2 separate regions of the Mus musculus genome follow, and region 2 is linked to region 1. The links are chromatin contacts, called in public HiChIP or PLAC-seq maps. All regions are on one chromosome and are shown on one strand. Each heading gives the region's core, a stretch centred on a gene start, on an enhancer-like site or on the middle of the called end of the contact. The rest is flanking DNA. Distances are from core to core; before and after follow the strand shown. Region 1 holds the start of Sgsm3 (small G protein signaling modulator 3). Region 2 holds the start of Mrtfa (myocardin related transcription factor A).

What was found. HiChIP or PLAC-seq counts read pairs in DNA pulled down with a chosen protein or histone mark.
Region 2: a contact with region 1 is called in an HNF4G HiChIP or PLAC-seq map of pancreatic cancer cells. The contact joins the promoter of Mrtfa here to the promoter of Sgsm3 in region 1. A contact is called at or near these places in 23 of 39 promoter capture datasets (the 3T3-L1 cell line, 3T3-L1-derived adipocytes, the C10 cell line and 14 more), 2 of 484 Hi-C or Micro-C datasets (bone marrow-derived macrophages and embryonic stem cells), 16 of 115 datasets of contacts at active chromatin or transcription factors (the 230-238 cell line, astrocytes, bone marrow-derived dendritic cells and 12 more) and 4 of 9 other capture datasets (adipose tissue, liver, macrophages and 1 more).

What each region holds. Positions count from the first base shown.
Region 1 is chr15:80,974,686-80,980,059 of GRCm38.p6, forward strand. Sgsm3 (small G protein signaling modulator 3) reads left to right here and starts at 3,080. Exons shown (of 22, transcript NM_134091.2): 1 at 3,080-3,180.
Region 2 is chr15:81,188,137-81,193,510 of GRCm38.p6, forward strand. Mrtfa (myocardin related transcription factor A) reads right to left here and starts at 2,600. Exons shown (of 14, transcript NM_001082536.2): 1 at 2,371-2,600. 4930483J18Rik (RIKEN cDNA 4930483J18 gene) reads left to right here and starts at 2,717. Exons shown (of 2, transcript NR_015603.1): 1 at 2,717-2,869; 2 at 3,681-4,621.

The DNA.
Region 1 (5,374 bases), core at 1,830-4,329:
AAGGTTCAGGTAAGATTTTAACCCATAGTTCATTAGGTAAATGAGTTGCTTGTTTTTCTCCCAAGGATAAAAAGAGAATAATAGACCTTTTTTTTTTTTTTTTTCATTTAAAAATGTTCATTGCAGGGCTGCAGCGATGGCTCAGCAGGTAAGGACACTGACTGCTCTTCCAGAGGTCCTGAGTTCAATTCCCAGCAACCACATGGTGGCTCACAACCATCTGTAACGGGATCCGACACCCTCTTCTGGTGTGTCTGAAGACAGCGACAGTGTACTTACATATAATAATAAATAAATCTTTGGGCTGGAACGAGCAGAGATCCTGAGTTCAATTCCCAGCAACCATATGATGGCTCACAACCATCTGTACAGCTACAGGGTACTCATATACATAAAATAAATAAATAAATCTTAAAAAAAAACCAAAAACAAAGAAAGAAAGTTTGAGGCCAGCCTGGGTTACATGAGACCTGGACACACACACACACACACACACACACACACACACACACACACCACATTCTTTTCTAGCTTGGCTTGTGATCACAGCACTCAAGAGTGCTGAGGCAGGAAGATAGTAAATTCCACAACCGCCTGCGCTGCATACTGAAGCTCTGTCTCAGACAGCCTAGGAGAAATACATATTTACTTTGTTGTTGTTGTTTTGAGACAGGGTTTTACTGCTTAGCTCTGGCTGTCCTGGAACTCACTCTATTGACCAAGCTGGCTTCAGAGCTCTGCCTGCCTCTGCTCCTGAGTGCTGGGATTAAAGGCTAAACCCCCATGCCCAGCTTCTGTCGGCTCTTGAAACGGCACATTTTTTGATTCAAAGAACTCTATGGCAGTCTTTGGTTTTAGCTGGTGAGGCTTCTCCTACTTTGCATTATGAGGCAGGTGCCAGTTTTCTCACACACGTGCAGCTTGGCTGAATTATGTCAATACACAAGGTCCCGTCTTATGTGTATTTGACACTGCTAAAACTGAAAGGAGCCTTGCCTGGGCACTGATGGTCCTAGGAGCATTAAACAGTTTTTTGTGTGCTTGTTTTCTTTCTCCTCTTTCTGACTAACAGCCTTTCCTGTAGCCTAAACATATTTGCACAGTTCTTACGTAGCATTTTGAAATAAATGTTTCATAAGGCAGACTTGATGGCACACCCCCTTAACCTCAGCAACTTAGAAGGCAAAGGCAAACAATCTCTGGGAGTTTGAGGCCACCCTGCTTTACACAGGGAACTCCAGGTCAGCAAAAGGTATGTGAAGAGACCATGTTAAAACATGAAAACTGAGCCGGGCAGTGGTGGCACACACCATTAATCCCAGCACTTGGGAGGCAGAGGCAGGTGGATTTCTGAGTTCGAGACCAGCCTGGTCTACAAAGTGAGTTCCAGGACAGCCAGGGCTACACAGAGAAACCCTGTCTCGAAAACAAACAAACAAACAAACAAACAAACAACAACAACAACAAAAACAAACAAAAATCAAAAAAACAAAAACCACACGCAAAAACTGAGGGGCTAGAGTTGGCTCAGTGATTTAGTGATTAAGAGCACTTGTTGCTTTAACAGAGGACCTGAGTTCAATCCCAGCTTCCACGTGGTGACTCAGGACCATCTGTAACTCCAGTTCTAGCCTCCTCAAGCGCCAGGCACCATGGTACATGTATACTCATGTGGGCAAAGCACTAATACACATACAATAAAACACATGCATCTTTCAATTTTTAATGTGTGTGCTGGGGATGAGTCACACAAATTAAAAGGGTGCTGTGACTGAAAAGACAAACAGACTACTTAGGTAATCAACACAGATTCCATGTTACCACTTCCTAGCTCCTGTTATTTCCATCCGGGTCCTTCTCTAAACACTTCCGTCAGAAAGTCAGCCGTGCCTGTTTGCTAGCAGTCACCACCGTGGGGCTTTTTTGACTGTTGGCGTTCCCTCATAGAAGGAGGGACTGAAGAGGGCAACTGTCTGCCCCTTCCCACCCCAGACTTGAGATTACAGCTGCTCCTCACAGCCATTGGAGGCAGTTCTACCCTAATTGCACATGACCTCAAAAATCTCTGGATGCGCCGGGTCATATATGCTTCAGGGGCTCCATGTCCTCCTGAGCTGTGGGGAAGCCATATTCCATTTCGGGTGAAGACGGCAGTATGGCTGCATGTTACCCATGCTCCTGTATGCAATCTATCATCTATGCTCTGTAAGTAAGCCTAACAGATTCATTGGCTCTCCAGGTTGAACTTTGCTGAGATCGTACTTCGATTCGTCATTGGCACCTTATAAGGATCTGGTAAATATTTAAGTCTCTCAGGGAAGGAATTTTTGAAACAAATGAGAATAACATTCATTCTGCATTCAGCCCATTCCTGTGCTTGGGTGATGTGAAAAACCTGCTAATGTGCTTTGTAAGCTGTTTATTGTACGGCCAGGTCATGACTGAGTCCACCTTGCGGTTTGTAGAGTTTGCTTCATTGACCTGGGCACAAGTACGAACCAACACTTCAAACCGGTGTTGGTCGCAGTCAGTGTCTTTTCAGATTTGGCTGAGATGTCCCTTTAATGCTGTTGATAGCCTTTCTGAAATGAGGGAGGGGGGGGGGGCGGGTTCAGATTAGATTCCTTGCCAGCAGTGACAGTGTCAGCTGCCATCTTTCTGGATTGTTCTTTGGTGCTGTGTTTAAACGTTTTCCATACACATTGAGTTCTCACGGAAACCGTAAGTTCCGGGTTTTTATGGATGCGCAAAATGTTACGAGTGACTCAAAAGCAGGTGCTCAGGTTCCACACACCGCTTCCTTCTTAGTCATGACCTCAATCAATTACTGCTTTCCCCAGGGCCTGTGACTGATGGAAAACTAGATTAATCTGGTCTAGAAGCCAGCTCTGTGAGCCTGAAAGAGAAGACCAGTTTCTGGACTTGTGCACTGACTCCATCCTGACTGCTCCCAAACAACCACGAGTTGCTTGCATCACAGACCGGGTGCCTGGGGTACCTACCTCTAAAGGACGCCTGGAACCTGGGATGGGCCAGTCTTCCCGCGAAACTACAGCCCCCAGCATGCCCCACGGCCACCGGCTCTGCGGCCCGCGCGTGCGCAGAAGGGCAGCAGTGCGCGCCGACTAGGAGGCAGCTGCTAGCCTGACCTGCCGAGGTGCTGAGGTGGCCGCGAGACAGGTGAGCGGTGCGCGAGTCTCCGAGTCTCCGGGCCGGCGAGGGGGACGCTCACCTGCCTCTTGAGTGGAGGCCGCGGGGTACGGGCTGAGGGGAAGGCGGCGGGGAAGGCGCCGCCTCAGGCGGGGGCGGCGAGCCGCCGCGGCGTGGCTGCTCCCACGGCGACCCGGGACGCGCGTGACAGTGACAGACCCACCCCCTCCGGCGGCTCCCGGCGACCCGGAGGAACTGCGCCTGACGCAGCGGCGGGCGTCTCGGCAGGTGGCAACTCTCCCTCAGAGCCGACTTAGCTGTTCCCCTGGAAGACTCGGGTTCAGTGCCTAGGCCGAGTGTTAGCAGCGGGGAAACTGAGGCGGACGTGTAGGCAGGGGTCGCCTCGTGTGCTTCCGGTTAGAGGTCCTGAAATTACCCTGAGATTTAGGTGTGGGTCCCGACTGCTTTCATAGGGCAGTAATAGGAAATACAGATGCTTTAAAGTTTCCTTGTCAGTGACAGATTGTGCCGTGTCTTCCCGTCTCATGATGCATAGGAAATTTATGATGGGCTATGGTGGGTTTGTTTTTGTTTTTGTTTAGGTTTTTGTTGGTGTTGGTGGTGAGTTTTTAGAGATGACAGGGGAGTGGGTATTATCTGTCTGTCTGTCTGTCTGTCTGTCTATCCGGTTCCTTAAAAGAAATCTTTCTAGGTAAATTCATGTTTGTAGCCCAGGCTGGCCTCAGACTCCGAGCTCTGCCTGCTTCTGCTTTCCAAGTGCCGAACTGAAGGTGTGCGCTCTCAAGCCTCCAAATTCACATCTTCAACCGGACTACTTTTCAGTTTCATCTTTTTTTCTTTGTAGCTTTTCTGACTGTGCTGGTGACTGAGTTTTCAGGCACGCACAGTTCCTGGTTCTTTTCCCCCTTAAGCCCTCTGTTAGCCTCCAGCTTTCTTCTGACTCCAAGCATTAATGATCAGTTTCCCATACTCTGTTCCCCGTGACCTATGTGTGTGCTGCTGCTGCTGCTACTGTTGTTGTTGATTATTCCATATGGAACCCAGGGCCTCCCTCCACTACTGAGCTGTCCCCAAATCCTTAATGTAGCTTCTTCATCATTATCTCATCTTGGTTTTTTGGTTGATTGGTTGATTGGTTTTAAACTTTTAAAATTTAATTTTTTTAAATGTGTGTGTGTTCATGAGTGCATGACCTGCAAAGGTCAGAAGATGGCTTTAGATCCCCAGGAGTTAGAACAGCGGTGAGATTGTTATGGGTTCTGAGAACCAAATTTGACTTCTCTGCTAGAGCAGTATTCATTCTTAACCGTAGAGCTATGGCTCCACCCCTGATTGTTGCTGGTGTTGTTTGTCCCTGGCTAGCCCGAAGCTTTCTGTGTAGACTAGGCTGGTCTTCAGTGATCTTTCTGTTTCTCTGACTCGTAGATGTTGGGATTAAAGCATGTGTCAACACATCCAACTCCCTGTCCTTTTTAACCACAGATATGTGTGGTCTATGGTAGAGGGGAGGTGTTTTGGCTGGTGTATATGACCCCTGGATCAACATTAATTTAATAAGACTGTGGGGAGTCCTGGATGTGGCTTGGGTACAGTGCTGGTTGACAAAAGTAAACCTTTTGTTTAGTTCCTAGCAAGAAGAAGGTTGTGAGCAAGTAGTTGCCACCACATAAAAATGTGTTCACCCTCTTTCTTTGTGAATTTGGGAACTTGTCACATTGACAGACGGATGAACTGGGGTAGCATGTCATGGAAGTGAGGGAAGTTCTGAGAAAGAGACTGAGGAGAACTCTGCTGTTGCAGGGCTGTCTTCCTGTGCCTGGAGGGACTGCAAGAGCATCCTGCTGGCTCAGAGTCAGACAAAATGTTCTCTGTTTGTGTTTTCTCCTTATTTCTTCTTTGTTCTCAATGAAGATATGGCAGAAGCCCAAAACCTTGTAGATTTGGTGACTTAACATAAGATTCATCAGCGTGTTCTCCAGACTCTGCCTGTTATTCAGCGGGTAACAGCAGTAATTTTCCATAGCAGCCATTCATGGGCTCAGACTGTCATAAGGAAGTGGGACTAGCACAAAGGGTGGTACACAGAAGAAATAAAGATCCTGTTTGTCATTGCATATAACACAAACTCGGACAGGAAATCCGTACAGGACAGCTAGGTGGGAGAAGTTAGACACAGGAGTGTGGCTTCTATTTGCAGTAATAT
Region 2 (5,374 bases), core at 1,350-3,849, 210 kb after region 1:
TTAGTTCTTCACATTGAGGTGACCCCAACCATAAAATTGTTTTTGTTGCTACTTCATAACTATGATTTTGCTACTGTTATGAATTGCAATGTAAATATTTTTGGAGGCAGTTTGCCGAAGGGGGGTGGCGGGTCATGACCCACAAGTTGAGAATCACTGTTATAGACTGTCCGGTTTCCTTCCTTTTGTCTGGCCCAAGCGCTCATAACTGTTTCTGGAATGTCAGGAAGCCAAGCTCATTTTCTTCCGTCTGGGATGGTCTTTATCTTGTTCAGTGGAATTAAGACACACCTCAAACGCCATCTCTCTTTAAGCTTTCCCACCAATTCAATTATCTTTTTTAAAGCTGTCTTGACATTCTCCTACAATTCTGGGTTTGCACTCAGACTTTATTTCACCTTACTCTAACCACCTGTCACTCACTCTTTCTGCCCCTCGAGACCAAGGACTGTATCTGACTCACCTTGATCTCAGCTCAGAAAAACACCTGGCACATTACATGCCTGGAACAAAAGGTCTGCTGAATGAATAAATGAAGTCATTACTTTAGAAGTGTCCATAATTACTACTGGGTGACCCAAACTTTATGGTTTTGCCCTTTATGGGCTAAGATCCTGTTTTATACTTTTCTGAATCCCGCCCTCGCAGCATTTGGCAGAGTATTAAGGACATGGAAAGTCTGCAGTAAATACTTTTGGATGATAGGAGACACCTCTCTCTCTCATGATTTAAAAACTTCCCCTAGTGAACGTGACTCTGGAAGGCCTTGTTAAAAAGGACACTTCTCAAAAATTCGGGCAAAGAACTGAACGAAATTCAAGCCCTGGACTACAGACATTTTTCTTTGGATCTCTCTCTGAAGAAAGCAGTAGCAGTCTGTGTCTTTCCAAGGCTCAGGCCTTTAATCCCAGCACTCAGAAACCAGAGGCACGCAGAACTCTGGATTCAAGGCCAGCCTGATCTACTTAGTAAGTTCCAGGCCAGCCACAGCTACACAGTGAGACTTTAAAAACAAAACAAAACAAAAAACAGCCAGCTATCAGGAAGCCCTCTGATTTGCTATGAAAGAAACAAACACCAGTAGATGAAACTCAGTTTAACTTTCAGCCAAGGGTTCCCCTCCCTACAGGGATGGGGCTGTGGGCCAGTTGGCTGTACCATTTTACCCCTGGAAGGCAGTTCATTTTCAACAATAAAACTTCATAAGTGGACTTTTTTTGGTGGAAGGGGCTTCTACAGTAAAGCCCTTAAGTTTGACTTCTTGAACATAAAGATCAGGCTACAGGCTTTGGCTTCAGATCTCGAAAACTTACAATTTGGGGACATTCCGGACACTTTATGGATTTTAAAACTATGTGAACCCATGAAGCATAGGTGTAATTTCATCATATTTAAGTAATGAAGTTCACATTCTTAGTCTTCACACACTTTATGCCAAAGTATTCGGGCAAGCAGTAAACTGACCACCAGTCTGTCCTTTGGTTCTGTCATCTAACAAAGAGAAATCCTGACAAAGACAAGCTATACTGTACTCACACACCTATCCAGCAGTTCTCAACATCAGGATACTCGTCTTTTCTTGGATCCCTTCCTTGTATGTGTTGAACACCATTCCAAGCGTTTTATTACGAATTCTTTCATTTACTGTCTGCATTCCAATGTAATAGGTATTGTTAGTTCCATTTTCCAGATAAGCAATCTAAACGTAGGTTTGATAATCTAACAGGGAAAGCTCCAGCACTAACCACTCTATAGTATTAGTGTTTTCTTATGGAGCGAGGAGGGCGGAAGTCATCAAAGGTACATAGACAAACAGTCACACACACATACACACACACACACACACACACACACACACACACACACACACACGCGAGACGGACACTTCTTTGGCGGTCAAGTTTCAAATCTGCGGAGCCCTGCAGACCTGGAGGCACCCATGCTGCTATATGGTCGTCAGGTCCAGGTGAACCTCCTTGCCACGAGAAGCCTGCGGATTGCACCTGGATCCTCCAGGTTTGCACAAGGGCCGGGAGAAAGCGCTCGACCGGTCGGTCCCAAGCAGATTACACACACTCGGGGAGCAGCCAGGGCGGGAACCTAGCTGCTCCCTAGCCAGCACAGCCCTGCAAGGCGGTGCACAGGTGCACGGTCGCACTCGACTGTCCTGTCGAGTGACCAGGGCTTTGAGACCCCAGCCCCTTGGGAAAGGGCGGGACTGGAGTGGAGGACTGCGGGAGGCAATCCCGGGCTCGGAGCCTACAGCGGCCGGCCGGTCCAGGGCACACGCGGAAGGGTCGAGGGGAGAAAGGATGCTCGAGCGGGGCGGGGCCGGTGGGGGAGGGGGACCCTGCCCGAACTCTCACTCACCGCCTCGTTCGCCTCCTGGCCCGGGCTCCGCGGCTCGCCCCACTCCGGTGCCAGCCGCTCACGTATCCTCCCGAGCCTCTAGTACCAGTCAGACTGCACCAAGTTAGGGAGAGGTCCGCGCAAGCCGAGGGAGCGTGGCGAGCGGGAACGAGGGGGTGGGGAGGGTGGGACGGTCGTTCTTGCCGCCGGGGACACCGCAGACACGACCGCCGCCGGCTCCACTCAGCCACGGAAGCTGCGGGCCCTCCCACCACTCCGGGTCCCGCCTCCGCACCCTCCCCCCTACCCGCCTGGGAGCGACAGCCGTATCGACCAATCAGAAACCTAGCGCCGTTAGGGCTAGCCCGATTTAGGGGGCGTTCGCCGAAGGAAGAGGAACGAGGGAGGCTAGTACGGCGGCGCGACTTCTGTGACTGACATCATAGCGCAGCCAATCGGTAACTGAGAGATGACTTCATCGCTGAAGGAAGTCTGGAACTGGCGGAGCGGCCGCCAAGAGGTGGGAGGAGGTCGGCGATGAGCCGGGGGGCGGAGTCTGGGTCTTAAAGAAACCGTAACACATCTGATCACCCTGTCAAAGGGTGACCGCGGAGCTAGCTACCTAGGGTTCGGTGCCCAGCCTGGAGGTTTAATGCAAAAATCCTGCAGTCTTCATCTTGGTCCTTCCTCCTGTCTTTGCTCCGCCGGGACTCCCAAGTCGATTATTTCACATTCGCATTTCCCGAAAGGACACAATAAATGCCGCTCTGGCCTGGAGCCCTGAACTCTGTCATGTCCCTGCCCTTCCGTGGCCAAGCGCTTTTTTTCTCTGAGTCGGTTCTCCTCCGGTAAAAGGACTGACACCTACCTGCCTAGACTGTTGAGATTATTTATCAACAGCGGAAGCGCTTGCAGCTGGAGGGAAAGAGTTGAATGAACCCAGATTTTATCCGGGGCCTCACTGCACTAAATGAATCTGGGCGGCTCTTCCAACTTTAAAATTCTAAACTGCTGGTGTGTAGCCTAAAAGTGTGTGTATGTCTGTGTGTGTGTGGGTGTGTGGGTGTATGTGTGGGAGAGAGAGAGAGAGCATAACTGCATAAATCCAACATTTAAAGAGACTTATCTACTAAAGCGGTGAGACTAGTTAAAGCCCACCCGGTCAAGTTGCTAAGAGCCACTATGGAGGCCCCTTTTCTGGAACACCACCCCTTCCCCCCAACAAAGGGGGAGAGCGCTGAAAAGGAGAAATAATTCGGACTTGGTGCCTTAGTGTTTCCGAAACACTTTCCCTTGGGAGATATAAACAACCGTCTATCTCCTCCTTTTAGGCCACCATCCACTGGATAAACTGAAGTATGATTGCCCCAGAGTCCAACGTGGAAAACCAGTGAGTTTATTGGGCTTGCTAAGAAATCATGGCTGGCCCCCAAAGCAGCGAGACCACCAAAAAGTTGCACCCCAGCATGGATGATGATGTCCCCATAGCTGCGTAGATGACATACACAGTTCAGTTAAACTTCCATAATCTACACAACTCTAGCCAAGTCACAAGACCTCAAGCAGCTAGGGCAAAATTGAGGACTTGAGAGATTCCTCTCCCCAATGAGCGGGGGGATGTTGGAGGAGGTAACTGGGATCCAGCAAGGATTCAGAGAAGCCCCCCCTAAGTCCTTCCGTCAATGCAGGAACATCTACAGTCAACAAGCCCAGTCTTGAGGGGCTCTTGCAAGATAGCTGTGCTTTTGCAAGGACAGAGCTGCTGGACACAAGGAAAAAGAAAGAAGGTTCTGGAGAACAGAGTCCCCAGTGTGAGAGCAAGGGTTAACACTGTAGAAGCAGAAACCCTCAGGGGCATCCTGACAGACATGGGAAGCCACAGTGACTGGAAGGAGGTAACGCATGTTACATCTCTGAGTGAGTTACTCTGTATGGCTTCCGTTCTCCCCCGGAAATCTCCCAGACTTCTCAGTGGTGTGTGGCTCTGTTGGGATAGGAGAAGGAGCTGCAACTCTCTCTATCCACTGCAGTAAGCCAGCCCGGCCCTGAGTAATTCCCAGTTATTCATCTGTAAGTCAGCTTCAAGTTCCGTACCATGTGTCTCATCACAGAACCTTGGAGGTAGCCCAGATCCTGTGGCCTCTTAGTCACACCTTCCCTCCCAAGATTAAAAAAAAAAAAAAAGAAAGAAAGAAAAAAAAAAACCACAAAAGCCCTAATAAAATTATATGTTCAATAACTATATATGCTATATAAATAAAAACTTAAAATGAAATAAGATTTTATGTATATAAGTCCTCTAACTTGCTATATGGTCAAGGATGACCTTGAACTCATGACCCTCCTGCTTTCGCGTCCCGGGTCCTGGGCTTCTGAGCACTCATCACCACACCTTGTACAACACGTAACTTCTTGAGGTACGTGTCTCACTGAGGGGTGAGACAGAGGAGATTCGGTAAACCGTAGCCTTGGGGTACCTGCGCTAAGTTGGGAGAAGCTAAGGTAATGCTTGAGAGACTTCCACAGTAGGCTGAGTCCTGACTAACAGATGACACATGCAGAGGCACCCTCAGAGGAGAAAGTCCTCCAGTCTGGAATTACTGGTGTGGTGAAGATTTCTCCAAGATAAGCCCAAGGCAGGGCATACTGGATATTGTCCACAAAGACGCAACCCTGGTGTAAGAGCCAAGGTGCAAAGGAACCACGAGTGTACGCTATTGGTTATTCAAAGAACAGTGTGCTCATTTATGGCCTTCTGCAGGGCACATTCCTCAGACCTGAAAAGCCCACCAGCTCACAAATAAACCTATTCTTCCATGAGCAACTCAAATTTTTTATTGTATACATTTTGTGTATGTATATATACATATGTATATATATTCAAAGTGCTGTATTTTTTAAATTTATAAGATTTAATGTACATGGGTGTTTTGCCTACATGTTTGTCTCTGCACCATGATCGTGCCTGGTGCTCTCAGAGGCCAGAAGAGGGTATCAGAGCTCCTGAAACGAAAATTACAGATGT